3 separate regions of the Mus musculus genome follow, and regions 1 and 2 are each linked to region 3. The links are chromatin contacts, called in public HiChIP or PLAC-seq maps. All regions are on one chromosome and are shown on one strand. Each heading gives the region's core, a stretch centred on a gene start, on an enhancer-like site or on the middle of the called end of the contact. The rest is flanking DNA. Distances are from core to core; before and after follow the strand shown. Region 1 has its middle 7.5 kb from the start of Scoc. Region 2 overlaps Clgn (calmegin). Region 3 overlaps Tbc1d9 (TBC1 domain family, member 9).

Evidence for each region. HiChIP or PLAC-seq counts read pairs in DNA pulled down with a chosen protein or histone mark.
Region 1: a contact with region 3 is called in an H3K27ac HiChIP or PLAC-seq map of microglia, with 8 times the contacts expected there. The contact joins two enhancer-like sites. A contact is called at or near these places in 5 of 39 promoter capture datasets (the HPC-7 cell line, HPC-7-derived erythroid cells, cranial neural crest and 2 more), 1 of 115 datasets of contacts at active chromatin or transcription factors (microglia) and 1 of 9 other capture datasets (embryonic stem cells).
Region 2: a contact with region 3 is called in an H3K27ac HiChIP or PLAC-seq map of microglia, with 8 times the contacts expected there. The contact joins two enhancer-like sites. A contact is called at or near these places in 2 of 115 datasets of contacts at active chromatin or transcription factors (bone marrow-derived macrophages and microglia) and 1 of 9 other capture datasets (adipose tissue).

What each region holds. Positions count from the first base shown.
Region 1 is chr8:83,448,308-83,451,946 of GRCm38.p6, reverse strand. It overlaps a transcript of Scoc not described here. Among named protein-coding and RNA genes, the nearest start is that of Scoc, 7.5 kb to the right of the region's middle. Within about 2 kb of position 2,011, at least 11 of the 459 cell types and tissues checked have an H3K27ac peak or open chromatin away from gene starts, as enhancers often do. A contact at or near this core is called in microglia, where this site is marked.
Region 2 is chr8:83,421,908-83,425,572 of GRCm38.p6, reverse strand. Clgn (calmegin) reads right to left here. Exons shown (of 15, transcript NM_009904.4): 11 at 2,337-2,552; 12 at 1,375-1,500; 13 at 840-1,002; 14 at 1-48. Among named protein-coding and RNA genes, the nearest start is that of Scoc, 19 kb to the left of the region's middle. Within about 2 kb of position 1,927, at least 23 of the 459 cell types and tissues checked have an H3K27ac peak or open chromatin away from gene starts, as enhancers often do. A contact at or near this core is called in microglia, where this site is marked.
Region 3 is chr8:83,215,301-83,218,887 of GRCm38.p6, reverse strand. The region is part of intron 2 of Tbc1d9 (TBC1 domain family, member 9); the gene reads right to left. Among named protein-coding and RNA genes, the nearest start is that of Gm42027, 5.8 kb to the left of the region's middle. Within about 2 kb of position 1,662, at least 10 of the 459 cell types and tissues checked have an H3K27ac peak or open chromatin away from gene starts, as enhancers often do. A contact at or near this core is called in microglia, where this site is marked.

The DNA.
Region 1 (3,639 bases), core at 762-3,261, 230 kb before region 3:
CTGCATATATATCAAAAGATGGCCTAGTCGGCCATCACTGGAAAGAGAGGCCCATTGGACTTGCAAACTTTATATGCCCCAGTACAGGGGAACACCAGGGCCAAAAAGGGGGAGTGGGTGGGCAGGGGAGTGGGGGTGGGTGGATATGGGGGACTTTTGGTATAGCATTGGAAATGTAAATGAGCTAAATACCTAATAAAAAATGAAAAAAAATAGACAGTGTACTTTTTATATACCATTATTCTACAATGAAACCATAACTTCCATTTAACTGTGATTCTTGTCCAATGATACCATTTTCAAAATAAAAGGAAGAAAACAGTTTCATAGTTTCAAAAAAAAAAAAAAGAGTTTCAGTCTCAATCCTGCAGAGAGTCGGGGGGACTTTATTCTTCTGATCTCATTTTCTACACAGGATGGAAAACAACAACAAAAACCCCAAAACCTCTCAAATCTTTTTGACAACTCACCGGCTAAAATGTTCTATCAGAAATTTAAAAAAATCATGCCTTTTGAGTAGAGAAACACAAATCTCCCTGTGCCGACAAGGTCATTTAACAAGCAGAAAATGTCACATAACGTATGAATAAATTATGAAGCATAAAGTTCTGCGTATGAAGAAATGTTTTTGAATTAGTTTTACCACTAGAGGTCAGTAGTGTGCCATCCCCAACATGGAGACCTTAGGGCTCTTTCTTTTATTGAGGTTACTTCCCCCTAACCCCTAGCTGTCCTTGCATGCTCTATGAAGTTGGACAGCCACCACCTCTGGAGCTCTCTGCCCCTCTGCCAGGTGCAGTGAGAAGCAGTGGGATTTTTTTTTTTTTTTTTTGATAGAAAGCAGTTTGAACTCTCAGGGGAAAAGACAGTGTGGCAACCCAGTGCTGTCCCTTCATGCCAAGCACCCATGCTTCTCTCAACTCAGAAAAATGAAGACCCCAGGGCGGAATACCCATCCAGACAGAGTTTCAAGACTGCATTTAGGTGCTGGGCAGTGGAGCTCCATTTGTAGACAGAACACAGGAATATAAGAAATCAGATGCAGGGATTTCTGTTCAGCTCCAGTTGCTATGCATGCAGGCCAGAACACTTCCCTTCTGTTTATCCTGTTTTCCCTGAGGACATAAAAGGGAAAACCTGAATTCTGTTTCTGTAGTCTGAAGTGGCACAGCAAAGGTAAATGTGCTTTGTTTAAGACAGAGACTTGAGGTGCAGTCGGCCCATGTAGTCCAGGCTGGTCACGAATCTGTAGCTCTCCTGACACTGCCTCCCAAGTGCTGGGATTATAACATGTGTCTGCCTGAGCCTAGGGCTGTCATTTCCCTAATACAGCACTAAGGGGACATGATAGGCCTTTTACACCAAATCTAAAGGAGAACCACAAATATATTTGCATGAAATGTTAAACTGCTGATTGGACTGTGATCTATGAGAGCTGTTAGCAAATATCTAGTAACATTTATTTTGGCATAAAGCTCTTGGGATGGAAAAGACATTGTACCAATGATCCAGGCAGATGTCTCGTCTGTGGATGAGAGAGACGTGTACTATGTTCCCTCCCACTGAGAGCTGCTTGTTTGTGATCCACTCACACTGTCACAAGGAAAACCCAGGTTCATGACTCTTGTTGGGAATGAGTCTGAGGCATACTGGATTCTGTGCTCAACTTCAGGAATTCTTCCCCCCCCCTCCCCCCCCCCCCCATAGCTTAAGTTCTCTTAAGACTTAAACTTGTTCCTGCTGGATTTTAGACCAGCCTTGGCCCCCTAGTGGCAAGGCTTTTCAGAACTTTCTGCCTTTGCCAGGACAAGCAGAGGGTGGTTTGGGCCTATTTCCCTGTGGTTAGAAATGATCAGTTTAGCCAATTGTTTAAAACAAATCACATGTAGGTTTTTGTTCACACCCCCATATGTGCATGCGTTTCTGTGTTGGTGCACATATCCCTGTTCTAGTGTGCTTGTGGAGGCCACAGGGCAACCTTAAGGGGCCCACTCTATCTAGTGTTTGTGAGACAGTCTCTACCCAGCCTGGGTCTAACAATCTCTTCCCCAACAAGGGAATTAAAAGTGCTCACTACCACACATGGGGTTGTCTCCACAAGTCATAGGAACTGAACTCGAGTCCTCATGCTAGCTCGGTAAATTACCAACTGCCCTCACCCCAGCCAAGGCTCTTACTTGGAAGTGTGGAGAAGTTAGATTAAATGGTGTAAAAGAAAGGCCAGGAAGGAGTAAGCTACAAAAGGCCACCTGACTCATGCCACAGGCATTCCTAAAGTGCCATCACTCCTGCTGATGCGTGCCCAGCCTCTGGCTAGTGGACTTCTCCTTTTTAAACTTAAAGAACCCTCCCGGGCTGAGACATTTGGAGAAATTTCCCTAGGGCTATATAATGGAGGGGTGGGGACAGGAATTTGCCACAGAGCTGAAGTCAAGTCAGGTAGAAGGTTCCTGAGAGAGGTGCTACCATGGACTCTAGGGGCCATGGACCCTGGGGGTCACTGTATTTTTGTGGGCATATCAAGAGTATGAAGCCCTTTCTCAGACTTCAATGGACAGTGTTTCCAGAGTAACTGTTCAATGCCTGGGCCAGCCCTGGGCCAAGAAAAGCTTGCTACACTTTCTGGAGAAGCAATAGATCTCCAAGATCAAGGTTCTGGCCCTGTATCACAACACACTACATATGGAGGCCGGCTGCAGCCTCCCGACACCCAGAGACGTGGACGGGGAACCCAGAATGAAGTTCATGCAGGGGTGTAAGGAGGGTCGAGTCTCTCGCCCAGGCCTCTCAGCAGCCGTAAAACAAGATGCCCATCAGCTCACAAGTGGTTTAAGATCCCAGACTTTGACAGAAGCTGAGGGAACTCCAAAAACTGACCTCTTTTATCTCACAGGGTTACTGAGAGTCTATCTCAGCTCGTAGATTACAATGAGACTTAGGACAATTTGAAGAAAATCTTTTTAGCAACCCAGCATTTTAGAGCTTTGCTACCTAGTGGGACCATTTTGTTGTAAAATTATAACCCTGGTTTCTCTGTGCTCTTCAAAGCAACACTTCATACATATTCTGGCACACGGGTGTGCATGCAGATAGAGCACTCAGATACATAAAATAAATAGAATCTTTTTAAAAAGTTAAAAAAGATTTTCCAGTATAATTCTGATAAAGATTTCTCTATCTTCTAAAAACTGATAATCTAAGCTTTCATTTTAGACCATGTCCATTTGAATTAACATTGTGTTTGTGTGCGTGTGTGTGTATGTGTGTGTGTGTGTGTGTGTATGCTGTGAGGTACAAGTTCAGGCTTACCTCCCAATATTGATATCTAGTTGTTGAAGCATTATTGTTGAAGATAAGCCTCTCTCCATGAGATTGCTTTGATACCACTGTGAGAATCAGTTAGCTATATGAATCAATGCGTGCACTTCTTCCTGGCCCTATTCGGTTTTGTTTCTGTATGGACATCTTTATACCAACACCATTATTGATTTCATTAAATTAGGTTAAAAATAAGTGTTGAGATAATGTAGGGTGTGCCCTCTCTTCCTTTGAGGAACGATTCTGTCTACACTGGGTCCTTTGTACCTTATGGACTTGTAGAACTTACAGCTTTAGACCGTAAGTTTCCTTGCCATGGGT
Region 2 (3,665 bases), core at 678-3,177, 210 kb before region 3:
GAGTTTCTCTGTCTTCCTTACTCTTCTCTTCCGGTTCACCAATTACTTCTGGAATACAGATTTCATTAAAGGCAGAGACATAACATAAAAGAGAACAAGTCCTTATAAAAAGTAAAAACTTACTTTGCCAAGAATTAGGTTTGAGGAAGCGGAAGTTTGAGGAAGTGGAAGCCAGCATGCGCTAGCTACCTCTGCTTTCCTCACGTTTGCACACGCGCAGTGCTGGACAGTGCAGAAGTGCAAAAGTGCCTTCTAAAACAAGGCCCCTTTGATATTTAAGTATTCCCAAATTAGTTATTTGTGAATGCTCTCTAAAGTAGGCAGAAGCATCAATATAATGCACTAGTAAGTTAAAAAGACTGAGAACTTACAACCTAAATTTACTTACACACACACACACACACACACACAGAGTTCTTCTTAAAGAACTTAGTCCTGTGCTTTGTCCTCTGACTTCTGCAGGTGTTCCATGACATATATGTGCACACATGCATGCTGCCTTTGAGTCACCCATGCACCGTAAGGAACCCACTGTTCATCAAGCTAGGCTTGGGTGGAACTGTGTGACTGCTGTGGGTGCCCCGTCGGGTGAGGGTATGCCTGGGCACACAACTGTGCACACACTGCAGCTCATCTGTGCTCTCAGAAGCACAAAAGCCTGTGCCCTAAGGACGAGCAGGGCAGACATGGTGACTGCTCAGAGGGCTGTCCCTCTCAGGGGATGGCTAATCACGCTCTTGATGTTCCTGTGCACATCAGACCCAGAGCAGGGCAGACAATTCTGTCAGCGCTGGCAGCAGTGCCGGGGCCGGGGCCCCAAGTCACAAGCACAGTCTTACCCTTTTCCACGGTGACGACCTCAGCTTCACCTGGCTTCTTTTCTTCTTGCACATCTTCTGGCTTCTCTGGGGCCTTCTCCTCCTCTGCCTCTTGTTCCAGAGCGGCCTTGCTTTGCAGTTTGCATAATTCAGTTTTTTTAGGTCCCGTGTCTTCATATTTTTTCTGTGGTAGTTTAACAAACGCTGGTTTTACTAAAAGCTAAGCATTAGTTTTATTTTATTTTATTTTATTTTATTTTAATTTTATTTTATCTTTCTTTCTTAGTGCACAGACACTAATTATTGAAATGGACAATGCGTGTCCTCTCCATTAAAGTGTTTATCTACCTGGGTTTTTTTTGTTTGTTTGTTTGTTTTGTTTTTTTGTTTGTTTTTGCACTAACTGATGAGGTGCATAATAAACTCGGTAAATCTTACAGGAACCTGACTGAAATCATTACGTTCGCATTGAATTCATTACACTGCTTGATCCACACAACTCTGGAACACAAGCAAATCTGAAAAAACAAAGTTGAAAACAAGGTGTTTTCTTTACCTTTACTTTCCTTGGCCAACAAAAGGAAGCAACTAATGCAACGGGCAAGCCGGCCATCACCAGGTACATGAGCCAGAGCCAGGGGCGCTCCTCTGCGGCTATCACCAGCTGTCGGAGTACACCAGGCTGCGGGAGACATCAGCATAGAGGTACAGACTTCCACAGATTATGTACATCTTTCACTCTCTCCCAGTGCACACACGCGCACACACACACACACACACACACACACACACACACACACACACACTGAAAAAGACACCTTTGATAATATGTTCTGTCAAAGAACTTCCTGATAAAGTCACTCAGGGATCATTGTGATTTCTTTTTCTTTTTCTTTTTCTATGAACAATTTCACAAGTGGCCCTTGGGTATGAATTTTATTTTATTAAAATAAAATCTGAGGCCACAACATATTTCACTTGTAACAGTCAAGTGTCTAAAGAAACCAACTGGTCGTGGGCAAATGGTTCAGTAGATTAAAGTGCTGACACCCTCATACTATGCCGGATGCAGTGGCCTGTGATCCCAGCGCCCCCAGGGTGAGGTGGCGTGTGGAGTCAGCAAGCTCACAGGCCAGCTAGCCCAGAGCACACAGCACAGCAGTGGAAACAAACACAGTAATGCTGACGTTAGGTAACTTGGCATTTCTCTAAGTAAAAATAGTTGGAATGGGTACAGATTCCTGTTACAGCTCTCAGCCTTGGCAGGCTGACTTGAAAGCGCAAAGACGGCTTTTTTAATGTTATAAACACAATTGGACTTTGAGTCTCATTAGGGCTATTATAATTTGAATTCACCATGAAGTCTATGCAGAAAACCTCGATATTCTGTCTATAAGATGTATTCAAGTCCCTTTCCTTGGCATTTAGTAGTTACTGCATCGGTATCACCCACAGCCAGGAGTGAGTCCCCTGAGGCCCACCCACAGTTGCATAACTTGTCTGCGGTCACTGTCGCACCTCATTAGCATTTGCCACCATTATCTTCAGTTCCCAGCCATCTGTAGCCCACTGATCGGCCACCTCCTTTTCTGAACAGATGATAAAATTATCAAAGTAGATGTCAGGAGTCATGGACCAAAGCTCTAAGCCCAGCGCACTGAAAGAAGTCAGGAGGAAGGGGTGGTCATCCTCAAAGTAATCTGGGTTGGGAATCTTCTGAGGACTCCAGAGTCCCTGGGAGAAGGAACAAAGGAAGACACTCTTAGAGAAAGTGATGCCATTACACAAATAAAAAGGAGCGGAAGAGGAAGCCTTTTTAAAAAATATTTTTTATTACTACGTATTTTCCTCAATTACATTTAGAATGCTATCCCAAAAGTCCCCCATACCCTGCCCCCCACTCCCCTACCCACCCACTTCCCCTTTTTGGCCCTGGCGTTCCCCTGTACTGGGGCATATAAAGTTTGTGTGTCCAATGGGCCTCTCTTTGCAGTGATGGCCAACTAGGCCATCTTTTGATACATATGCAGCTAGAGTCAAGAGCTCTGGGGTACTGGTTAGTTCATAATGTTGTTCCACCTATAGGGTTGCAGATCCCTTTAGCTCCTTGGGTACTTTCTCTAGCTCCTCCACTGGGGGCCCTGTGCTCCATCCAATAGCTGACTGTGAGCATCCACTTCTGTGTTTGGTAGGCCCCGGCATAGTCTCACAAGAGACAGCTATATCAGGGTCGTTTCAGCAAAATCTTGCTAGTGTATGCAATGGTGTCATCGTTTGGAGGCTAATTATGGGATGGATCTCTGGATATGGCAGTCTCTAGATGGTCCAGAGGAAGCCTTTTATAAGGGATGGGGAGATGGCTCCGGCGGTAACATGTGTGCCCCTGCGTGAAGGTACAGGAGCTGAGTTTAGTCTGTAGCACTGTTTAAAAAGTTGGTGCTGTCAGACAATGGCTGTAATCCCAGCCCTGAGGAGATGGAGGCAGGGGATCCCTGGGATTTGTTGGCCAGTCAGTCTACTCGAGTCAGAAAGATCCAGGTTTACTGAGAGACAGTGTCTCAAAAACAGTAAGATGAAGAACAATCACAGGCACTCGCACACGCGAGCACATACACACACACTCACACACACACACACACACATACACTCACACACATACTTTCTCTCTCTCTCTCACACACACACTCACACACACTCACACACACACTCACACACACACACACACATACACTCACACACATACCTTCTCTCTCTCTCACACACACTCACACACACACACACACTTTGTGATAAATGAATGCTATGAAGAAAGACAGTAGTGAAGAATTAGAATATACAACCACATTT
Region 3 (3,587 bases), core at 413-2,912:
AGCAAGTTGATCTGAGTCCCATCAATAGTCTGAAACAGGGGGATGGATGCAGGACTGTGACCCCATTCCCTTTCTCTATTTACACAGCCCAGAATCTCAGCTAGGGAACTGTGCCACCCATAGTGGGTGGGGTCTCTCGTTACAATTAAAATAATCCAGAGAGCCCCATACATGTGTACCCAGAGACCCATCTCCCAGGCCATTCTGGAGCTTCTCACGCTGTCAAGTTGACAGTAAATATGACATATCAGGACTAAGCAATGAGGCTAGGCTGCGGTTCTCCTCTTTCCCACCCTGGGATTACAGGTACATGCCACCACACCTAGTTTTAATCCCATGGATACTAGGGGTTAAATCCATGTCATCAGGCTTGTGCAGTAAGCATTTTATTGACTGGATTATCTCCTCAGCTCAGTAGTTAGACTCCCTGTTACACCTACATGATCCAACCTATTGGCTCTGCTTAACCCCAGTACTCCTTGGTTATCATGGGTTGAACACACTTATCAGGTTTAAGGTTTAGAACAGAACAGATGCATCTTAGCTTTGCACTGTTTTAGACTGCTTTCTTTCTTATTCTTTTTTCTCTCTTTCTTTCTTTTGTTGTTTGTTTATTTGTTTGTTTGTTTAAAGAGAATGTTTCTTTGTTTTCACTCTTGCTGTCCTGGAACTCACTCTGTACACAAGGCTGGCCTCAAACTCACAGAGATCTGCCTGCCTCTGTCTTCCCAGCGCTGGGATTAAAGGCATGTGCTACCACCACCTGGCTTCCATATTTTCTCTATCCAGAGCTATGCATATCTAACTCTACCACACCCATACCTACAGTAGGAATAGCGTGTGCATGCACACATTAACTTGACAAACATCTACTCTTCCCCCATGGTGCATTGCCATCCCTGCTTAAAGCCAGATCTCAAGCATGGTTGCACATGTTTATAATCCCAACACTTGTGAGGCTCAGGCAGGAGGATTGTAGTGAGTTTGAGGCCAGCCTGGACTACACAGTAAGACTGTCTTGAAAAGTGTGTTTATGTGTATGTGTGATGGCTCAGCAGATAATGTCACTTGCCAAGCCTGATGACCTAAATTCAATCCCTAGGATCCACAAGCTGAAAGGAGAAAACCCACTCCCACAGGTTGTCCTCTGATTGTGACACACACCCACGACACTCTCATGCCCGGTAATCACAGTACTGTTTGAAGGAACCTGACAGGAAGCCCTTTCACCATGACTGTCATGACCTGGTCTATTCATGGAACAGTTTGTGCAAGATTGTGTATTAACTCAGTCAGTAGAGCTTGAGACTCTTAATCTCAGGGTCGTGGGTTTGTGCCCCACCTTAGGCACCACCTGTTGCTGGAAATATTAAAATGAACAGCGAGTTCCCACTCAGCCACAGTAGTCTCGCAGGCCAGTTCTTATCTCGTGGAGACTCTCTGACCCAGAGCTCCAAAATCTCTCCATCCAGATCACTCAGTTCCCACTGGTGGGCTGCTACCACGCCAGCCCCATGCTTCAAATCTCCCACAGCCTTTGTGGTGCACCTCTGACAAACCCACGCTTTGCTGCCATACCTTTCTCTCTTGAACCCAGTCGAACCGCTGCGTGAAGGAAAACACCACACAGACTTAGTTCAGAAACAGAAGTGAAAGAAAGGGTTTGGCTGTTAGTTTTCTGGAAAGATCCCACTTACTGAAATAGAGCAAGGAAAAAACAAGCTGAGTTGTCTGGACTAAGCTAGAAAAACAAAGAAAGCCAGAGTTGGCGGTGAAGGTCACCCAGAGAGCTCTGCTAAGAAAAAACAAGGCCCACACTTGATGTCCTTCAGGTTGATTAGACACTGGCTTTTGAAAGATGAGAAGCTGTGTTTTTAGAGGATTTGTGGACAGTCACCAGGAGATCTCATACATGTGTCACACATGCTATGTATGACAATAACAGAAAACACAGAGTCATTGTGGTCTGATGTCTCACCCAGCCTAAAATGTATCTTCAAGTCCATGGTGTGTACTTGAAATTAGAAGAAATTTGAAGACAGACCTGCAGAGTGAATTTATGCTGCCTGATCTCTAAGGGTTAAAAACAAAGGTTTAAGGCCCCGTGGATCGATGTCCAATGGCTACCTCCGGTGCAATACTAACATAATGCACGTTGGACTTTGGTCTGGAGACAGACTATAGCACTGCCCTGAAATTTTCTCACTGTTAGGGTGTGTGGGAAGAGACTGAGCGAGAATAAGTTAGTCTGCATAATAAAACAAACAAGCAAACAGCAACAGAGCAGAAAACAAAGCCCACTAAACCTTCGAGAGCCTGAAAATACTGTGGGTTTTCAGAAGCAAAACAGGCTGAGTAGATCTCTGCTTTATTTCAGCCTTCAAATATACAGCATTCAGTTACTCAAATAAAAGAAAACCAACAAAGACATCCCTTGTGGTTTTCTCCAAAATGCAACCATACACAAAAGGTTTAAGGTTAACCCGCAAATGAAGGCAAGAGAAACACCCAGTGCCCTGAACACCGAGGTGCCTGTGGCCGGCTATCACTGTGTCCTTCTCTCTCCAGTTAAGAGATGCTGTTATGTAGAGTGAGCTGGCTTCATGCTCAGTACATCAGTACCCACTCAGTACATCAGTACACACTCAAGGGGGACCTCAAGTGACACACTTATACCTCAGCACCTGGAAAAAGACAAACTTGTATTTGTCCTTGTATGGGAAAGGGACAAACTTGTATTTGGAGGACTAGGCAAAGGCAAAACACACACACACACACACACACACACACACACACATTGTTGTGACTTGAAATGTTCAGAAGTCTACCTTCTCAAAACCCGCATCTAATCAGAGCTATCACCATAAACAATGTAAAGAAACGTGAAAGACAGCATTCTGCTACTTGCACTCCCCAATGCCAGGCTAGAGCAGAGTTGGCCCAGGAAGCAAAACCATAATAATCCTCTATAGATGAGGAAGCAGGACCTCTCACATCGCTATGTATCGGATCCAGACTTTCTGGCTCTTAAACCCATGTCCATATTTGCTGGTCACTGCCATCCTTCCTTCCCCTACTTCACAAGTATAGGTCTCCGGGGTCATACGGACAAAGGTCAGACTCTGCAGGGTCATAAGGACCCAGGCTATTGAAAGTCACTATTACGTGATATCTCCTACTATCAAGGACTAGAATGCAGATGGGATGCTGGGGGATGTAAGAAGCCTCTTGGTGCTTCAGGTTTCTCCTCTGTGCTACATAGGCAATGACACTTGCTGTATTAGTTTGTGCTAGAGACTCAGCACGACAGCACTTGGCACATCTAGCACGGACCTAGAGCACAGAAAGCCCTGTAGAGTTTCTTTGCTAGGACTGTCACAACAGCAGCAGAGTACCAAACTTTACCTTGAGGCAGGACTCAGAAAATATTTCTAACTTCTGGCCCGAGGACACAAAGATACCAGCTGCCTGACCTCTGCCCAGTCACGTGCCCTCTGCAGGTCTCTGGTGCTCTTGGCACCCCGACGTCTGTGCCCAGATCACCACAGGAAAGCATTCTGTGAAACTCCTTGAGCACAGGCCACAAG